Regions from separate parts of the Sus scrofa genome. Here region 2 is linked to region 1. The links are chromatin contacts, called in public Hi-C maps. All regions are on one chromosome and are shown on one strand. The core of a region is the stretch at or near the end of the contact, and the rest is flanking DNA. Distances in the headings are between cores, read along the strand shown. Region 1 holds the start of LRRK1 (leucine-rich repeat serine/threonine-protein kinase 1). Region 2 overlaps LRRK1 (leucine-rich repeat serine/threonine-protein kinase 1).

Region 1 (3,717 bases), core at 507-3,006:
TCGTGGTAGACCAAGCCCTTAAATGTCTTTGCGCCTAGCATGTGGTGACTTGAGCTTGAAGGTGAGCAATGAGGGATATTTGGAAAAAGTGTCTGAGGAGAAATGTCTGCGCAAACTGAATACCCAGCTGAAGGAAAGGCAACTGGAAGAGCAGAGGGGGTTGTCGGTCACTACACCTTCAGAAAGGGCAGAAGGCAGAAAGGGAAGATGAAGGAGGTAGCTTCCAACTGACCCCACTTTAGGAGGGGTCATTCCAACATGAGATGCTGAGAATTCCAATGTGGAACAAAAGCTAGGGGGACTGTGGTTAGCGAGGGTCAAGAAGAAGCAGAAAGATGAAGTTCCTTGGTGGCCTAGTGGATTAGGGATCTAGTGTCACTGCTATGGCTCTGGTCACTGCTGTGCCACAGATTCCAACCCTGGCACTGGAACTTTCCCATTCCCCAGGCAAGGCCAAAAAAAAAAAGCAGTGGAAATCTTAACTGACCTAGCAATGGCCCCCTGTAAACCTGTAACTAACACACGCCTAACGGATGGAGTTAAATGCTGGTATATAATCAGCTTGAAACAAGCCCCCTGTGTGTAGACTATCCCAACGGTTTTCTACAGTGGAGACATTTCCAAGACGGTTCCCAGGCTTACTTAAAAGGGAAATTGAATTGCTGCCCCCCCCCCATTGGCCACGTCCACTAGTTGTCTGCTCAAGCACTGGGCATGCACTTCCTCACGGTGCCGCTAGATGGCAGGGCCGCGCGCCCTTGGGGCGCTTTGTGGAGATTCGCGGGCTCACTCAACACCGTGGACGCCACGCCTTGCAAATTATTAGGGACTTTTCGGTAGCAATCATATTAACGCCTTTTGCATACTGGAATTAGAACCGCGGTGATGAGGGTAGGATTGCAAAACTGCACCCACCCTTTTGAAAGGGCGTCCAGTCCAGGAGAATTAGAGGGACAACCTCTTGGGAGTAAAGCAAAGCTGCCCGGCGGTCCCCTCGCCAAAGAGGGGCCCAAGGAGCTTGTCCGAGGGGCCACAGTCCTGGGTTTCCGCGAGGTGACGTGATGGCCCTGCAGCTGCCTGGCTTTTGTGAAATGGAAGTAAGGGTGGTGGCAATTTGTCTTTGTGCCTTGGGGTAAATCCTGGGAATGTTCTAGTCGTAACACTACGTGAGAGGAGCCTAGGAGGCAGGTCCTGCCAGGGTGAAGAATCATCTGCTTTTTTCCAAACCGGCTTCTCTTTACCCGGTGGGCACATGGAGCCAAATCCATGCCTGTCTGCAAGCATGGACATACATCTTTATGCTCTGCGTTTGTACAATGGCCTCACTGGTGGGAACATAGTTAAGGTAGCTTGAAACATAATAAACTGCCTATATGCCCCAATGTTTATCTACCACCTCCCCCCTCAAAAATAACCCCAGGCAATTTAAAATGATTCACCAAACAGTGACATATTTGTATACATCCATAATTACATTAGTAAATTCATGTGGTAGAAGGGGTGCAGTTTGAAAACTATTAAAGCTTTAAAGTTACACATTTCTAGTCTGCTCTATAGTTTTACACAAATGAATATTCCCGTCTTTTCCATATTTACTGCCAGAGTATACGATCTACATATATGAGTCAGAGGTTCATCAGCGGATTTTGCAGCGGAGCGGATCAGAGGGGCAGGGGAAGCTGGGTTGAGCAGAGAACGACCACTCTCAGCGCCGCGCCCGCCCCGCGTGGAAAGCAGGATGTCCCAAAGCGGGAAGGGCCGGGGGGCCTCCGGGCCAGGAGCAATGAGCGCGATCGCCTGGGATTTGCAGCAGGGAAACTGAGGCGGGAGGTCGGGGAGGTGGTGGTGGGGGTGCTCCCCGAACCAGTTCCTTGGCAACGCCGCCGCTCCGACCCTCGCTACGCACCCTTCGCGCCGCCTGCCGCCCGCCCTCCTCAGGATTGAGGAAGTGTGTGTCTGGCCCGGCCCCGCGAGCGGCCAGAGGCGCAGGGGCGGAGGGCAGAGGGGCGGCCCGGCCCGGATCCGCCGTCTTCCTCCCCGCCCGCGCTCAGCGCAGAGTCCAAGGCGCCGGCCGCCTCAGGTAAGCGCCGCCGGGCCCGCGCCCCGCCAGGGGACCCGCCGCCAGGCCCCGGGCGCAGGGCGACCCCAGGGCTCATGGCCCCGCCGCCTGCCGCCGCGCTCACGGGGCACGAGGCCCAGGCGGGGAACCCGAGACCCCCCGGGACGGGGCCCGGGCAGGGAGAGCAGACTCGAGCAAGGAGTACTTCTCCCTCCGCCTTTGGAAAAACTCGCTTCCTTCAAGTCGGAGTGGCCGTGAGAGCGCGTGTGCGTTGTGTGAGCCTGAGAGTGAATGTGCTTGTGAGCGAGAGTGTAAGCTGAGTGTGAGCGCGGGGGTGTGGGGAAGCAGCAGCTCCCTGCCCCGACGGCCTGGTGCGCGACGGCCGGCGCATCTTCATCCCACCCTCAGGCTGAGGCCCTCTTCTGGCCTGAGGGTCGGATCTCCGGCGGTGCGGATAAAACCCCGCCACCACCTTGGCGGTCTCTGCGGCGACCTCCCGGCAGAGGCGCAGGAGATGAGCGCGGATGTGGTGGAATGAGGAAGGGAGCCGAGGAAGGCAGCCGAGGAAGGCTGCCGAGGAAGGCTGGGGGTCGGAGGGATATGATAACGAATAATTGGGCGACTTCTGTGCTGGGCTCGACCAGCCCCTCTTTGTTTGAGGTCAAGAAGCTTTTCTCTCAGGAGCACATCCCCCTGCAGGGGTCTGAGAAGGAGAGATACGGGAGCCTGTAGTTTGTTTTTGGTGAGCCTCTCACCAAACACACCATTTTCAGACTTTGTCACTTATTGTGTCCAAATTCCCCTGGGCCTTAAGGGGACAACTAGAATATGCAGGATTTGGAAAAATGTTAACATTCCCCTCCTTTGGTCGTTTGGCTTCATTATCTTTGTTTATGCCCCGGAAGAATAAAAAAGTTAGAAACATACAAACCTCACACCTAATTTGTCCTGCAGAAGGTTTTGGGGGCCCTGCCCCAAGCCTCCACATCTCAGGGGGTGGCCTCATACTAAAGGTAGTAGGCACAGTTGCTCAGATCAAAAACCTAGGAGTCGTCCCTTGTCCCAACTCCTCATTCCTTGAATTCAATGGTTAGCAAGTCCTGTTGGGTCTCAAAGGTGTGTGGGGTCCATCCCCTTCCTTTTTATGGCCCACTCTAGTCCAAGCCACCAGCATCTCTTACCTGTGCAATTGCAGTGCTTCCCATACGCCCAGTCTCCATTTGGCAGCCATGGTGATTTTTTTTTTTTTAAGGTAAATTCGAGAGTGTCAGTCTTCTGCTTGTAACCCTTCAATAACATCTCCTTATGCTTGTCACGAAATCCAGAAGACCTCCTCCCGTCCGCATCCCTGCAGCTGATCTGGCTTCTGCCGTCTCAGATCACCTGGCCATTGCCTCCCCACCCAGCCACCCCCTCTAAACCCAGCCTCACTCTCACATCTCTCTGTGTATGTCCTTGCAGTTGCCAATGGCTGTGTGTTCCTACTCTATCTTTTGAATTACTCCTTTAATTTACCTGAAAGTCTCCATTGGAGACTCCAGGTGTCAGAGACCTTTCCAGAGTCCCTGCTCACTGTTGCATCTTCACTCCCAGAGCTGCTCCAGAGGGTTCCAAATGCATACAGGTAGAGAGACAGTGGTGGAAAGACAGTATGAACT
Region 2 (3,717 bases), core at 471-2,970, 65 kb after region 1:
GAGTGTGTCTTTTGAAAGAAGAACCCACACAGTTCACATTGTGTGTGGCCATATTGGTTTATTCCTTCCATCTTTTTTAATTATATTTATTAATATACCTTTTCTTTTCTTATCTTTGCTGGTTTCCTAGTTTCTAGAGAACACTGAAATTTTACTTTCTGTACCTTTGTTACAGCTCTCTGCCTTGACTGGTTTCAGTTATAAACAGAGATAATTATAGTATCCAGCTCGGAAGCCAGCTCTGCACTTAACACAAGGCCTGGAGCATAATAACTGCTTAATAAACATTAATTAGATACCAACTTCACACTTCAAAAGGAAATAGTGATCATCTAACCCTACACGTATATAGTGTTTGGTGTCTTTCCCAGCACTTAGCATATTTGATCCATTCAGTACTTCAGTAAGAACTACAAGAAATATAATCTGTTTAACAGATGAAAATATTGAGGTTTAGAGACTTTCTGTTACTTGTCCAAGAACAAAAAGTGATGCTCAGACCAGAACCTGAGTCTTCTTAACTAAGGGATTTTCTCATTTCATGATTCCTGAACTGTACCTCTCAGCTCTTTCATGGTTCTCACACTTTTCTGTAGCTGGAATCCCTGGGGGCTTTTAGAAAAATCCCAATGATCAGGCCACACAATACACTAACTAAATCTGAATCTCTGGGATAGTGCCCAAATCAGAAGCTTTAAAAACTCCCCAGGTGATTCCAGGGTGCACCCTAGGTTGTAAGACAGTCACTTTCATTGTCTTGGCTTTCATGCTAAAAGCAGGAATGATTGGGAGTTCCCATTGTGGCTCAAGAGGTTATGAACCCAGCCAGTATCCATGAGATGCGGGTTCCGTCTCAGGCCTCAATCAATGGGTTAAGGATCCCATGTTGCCATGAGCTGTGGTATAGGTTATAGACACAGCTTAGATCAGGTATTGCTATGGCTGTGGTTGTGGCCAGCAAGCTATAGCTCTGACTCGTTCCCTACCCTGGGAACGTTCATATGCCACAGGTGTGGCCGTAAAAGCAAAAAAAAAAAAAAACAAAAAGCAGAAATGCTTGACATCTGTGTCTGTGATCTTTCTACGGGCAACTCCTACTAGTTTGCCAAGACAGGGATAGAGTGTGGAAGTGGTTATTGCATTCTGCAAATGAGAAGACAAGGAAAAGACAATGTTGCTTTTCTTCTCCTTGGCCTTTTTGGGTAGAATTGGAAGAGAAAATGAAATGAAAGTGCAGCCTGAGTCATAAGGACTCCTTGGGCTTCCCCAAAGCAGGTGGTCCTTTTTTTTTTTTTTTTTTTTAAATTCAAGTGAATTTCAAAGTCAAGGACCTTGCAGTGGATGTGTCTGGCTGCTGTCATCTCCAACCTGTCATAGCACTTTCCTTCAGTGCTGCTGGCAGAAGAGAGGGGTCCAGTAGTCAGGAACCATGGCCCAGGAGCCAGAGGTAAGTGAACCGACCTTTCCTGGTGTGTGGTGGGATTGAACTGGAATTTTGGGTCAGAATATTAGACAAGGGTAGGCAAAAAAAGGGTGCTTTGCTGCTGTGTGTGCCCAGCCTGAAAACTTCCTTGGCCGCTGGCATTCGCAGCAGTGACCTTGATGAAGCAGTCATCTTGTTTTTTCCTGTATTTGTGTTCTGCTTCCCCCACCAGCTAGTCAGTATTTTTTTTTTTTTTTTTTATGTAATTGCTACCTCCGTGGAAGCCAGGGCAGTTAAGGTTCACCACGCCTCTGTGTCAAGCACAACCTTGGCCTCAAGGCTGCCAGCACCTGCCTCTGCCTGGGAACAGGGAACAGCCGAGAAGCCCACATAGACTTTCCACTGGCAGCAGGCAGGCTGCTGAGTTAGGTTCTGATGGTGTTTGGAAAGGAAAGTCTGAGAGCTCAAGCCACACGGTCTGGACACACTTTTAAAAGAGCCGAAGTGAAGCCAAGTCAGACCTGCCAAAGCCACGTCTGGCTCTGGCTTATGGGTGCCCCTCTGGAAAGCTGCCCCACCCTTGCCTGAACGTTTAATGAGACAGCCTGTGTTGGTGACCGTCCTGTCACTGTTTGCTTTGTTGCCATGAGAAATAATGCTTTGATGTTGGCACACCCGGAAAGGAGCAGGAAAAGAGAGAGGCCAGGAGAGGCCTAGGCAGGGCCTGGACTAAGCACTGTGTTCATCCCACTCAGTGGTTAGAGGGCGGGTCCAGAGGGCTCTCTGGGTTGTTGGGAGTGTTATTGATTTTGAAACAACCCAGTTGGGAAGTTTTCATTTCCTTTAAAAGTCCCTCATGATTTCAAATCTGCAGTGAACCTGGAGAGGATCATTTATTACCAGTATTACTATTACTGTTGTTGTTGTCACTTTTTGGATCAGCTCTGGCTTATGATGTACCTTAAACATTCCTGGGGACTGGCCATTCAGTTGCCTCCATCTGTGCCCAAGCACAAACGTCCTGGCTGCACATTTCAGGAGCTGAAGTGGCCCTTCTCTCTTGGAGGGATCTGGTGGGTCTAAGGATCTGCATGAGCAAACGCTCAGAAAGGGTCGGCTATAGCCTGTTTGGCGGCTCAGCCTTTTCTAGGGTCTTTGTGCAGCTGATCAGAGGCTGCTTCCACTGTGAGCAGGTCACCTTTCCTGAGGGACACTAAGGCCTCTGGGGGACACCCTCATCCCAGGTTAGGCCTAATTTTTGGTACAAAGTCTTATTCAGCATTTCTGCTTCTATACCTTGCAACTTCTCAGCTCCTCATACCCCCTTAGAGTGGGCAGTGCTGTCTCACTCTTGTTCATACATTTTCCCTGTGGAAGCCTACGGAATAAACTACTGTGACACTGTCTACGTGGTAAGTGTGTCTCAGAACTTGAGAATGGATAGTTGGGTCACTTGAGGTGGGTGTTCATAGCGGGCTGTACCACTAGATGGGCAGACATACAAAGCAGTTCTATAAACCACTTGTATTTAGTTTAAAATGGGGGAAATGATTCACAGAGACGCAGAAATACTAAAACTATTCCTTGAACTTATGTAACAAACTAGAAAACACAATAAGGAAAGAATAAGAGAAAAAAGGAAACATTATTAAATATCATTGGAATTTTGGTATAGACATAGACAAGTACACTCATAAAATGCAGATAAATTCCAGATAAGCATTGAAAACTCATCAGAATATATTTTTAAAAAGTACATTTATTCCACTTATAAAAGTAAATGGTGGTGTTCTCATCGTGGCTCAGCGGAAAATGAATCTGACTAGTTTCCATGAGGACACACTGTTCAATCCCTGTCTTCCCTCAGTGGGTTAAGGATCCAGTGTCACCACAGCTGTGGTGTAGGTTGCAGACACAGCTCAGATCTGGCATTGCTGTGGCTGTGGTGTAGTGTGGCAGCTACAGCTCCAATTCTGCCCCTAGCCTGGGAACCTCCATATGCCATGGGTACAGCCCTAAAAAGACCCAAAAAATGGTTACATTTCTTTAAAGTTTTATCTTTCAAATATGTAATATATATTTTATCTTTAAAATATCTTTGAAATTTTAAAGATATATAAAGGTGTATAAACATATATGATCACAAAAAAGAGAAATTAAAATTATTTAGGTGATCCCTGGTGGTGCAGCAGTTTAAAAAAACAGCATTGTCACTGCTGTGGCTTCTTGGCCGGGAACTTCTGCATGCCATTGGTGTGGCCAAAATAAATTAAATAAATAAATTTATTTACAGT

What was found. A called contact is a pair of places that touch in the nucleus more often than the background predicts.
Region 2: a Hi-C map of liver shows a contact between it and region 1, with 4 times the contacts expected there. The contact joins the enhancer-like site here to the promoter of LRRK1 in region 1. A contact is called at or near these places in 15 of 47 Hi-C or Micro-C datasets (adipocytes, alveolar macrophages, blood and 9 more) and 2 of 2 datasets of contacts at active chromatin or transcription factors (alveolar macrophages and skeletal muscle).

What each region holds. Positions count from the first base shown.
Region 1 is chr1:139,492,370-139,496,086 of Sscrofa11.1, forward strand. LRRK1 (leucine-rich repeat serine/threonine-protein kinase 1) reads left to right here and starts at 1,757. Exons shown (of 34, transcript XM_021098586.1): 1 at 1,757-2,080.
Region 2 is chr1:139,557,256-139,560,972 of Sscrofa11.1, forward strand. All of the region lies in intron 6 of LRRK1 (leucine-rich repeat serine/threonine-protein kinase 1), which reads left to right. Among named protein-coding and RNA genes, the nearest start is that of LRRK1, 65 kb to the left of the region's middle. Within about 2 kb of position 1,721, at least 26 of the 83 cell types and tissues checked have an H3K27ac peak or open chromatin away from gene starts, as enhancers often do. A contact at or near this core is called in alveolar macrophages, liver, mesenteric adipose tissue and 3 more, where this site is marked.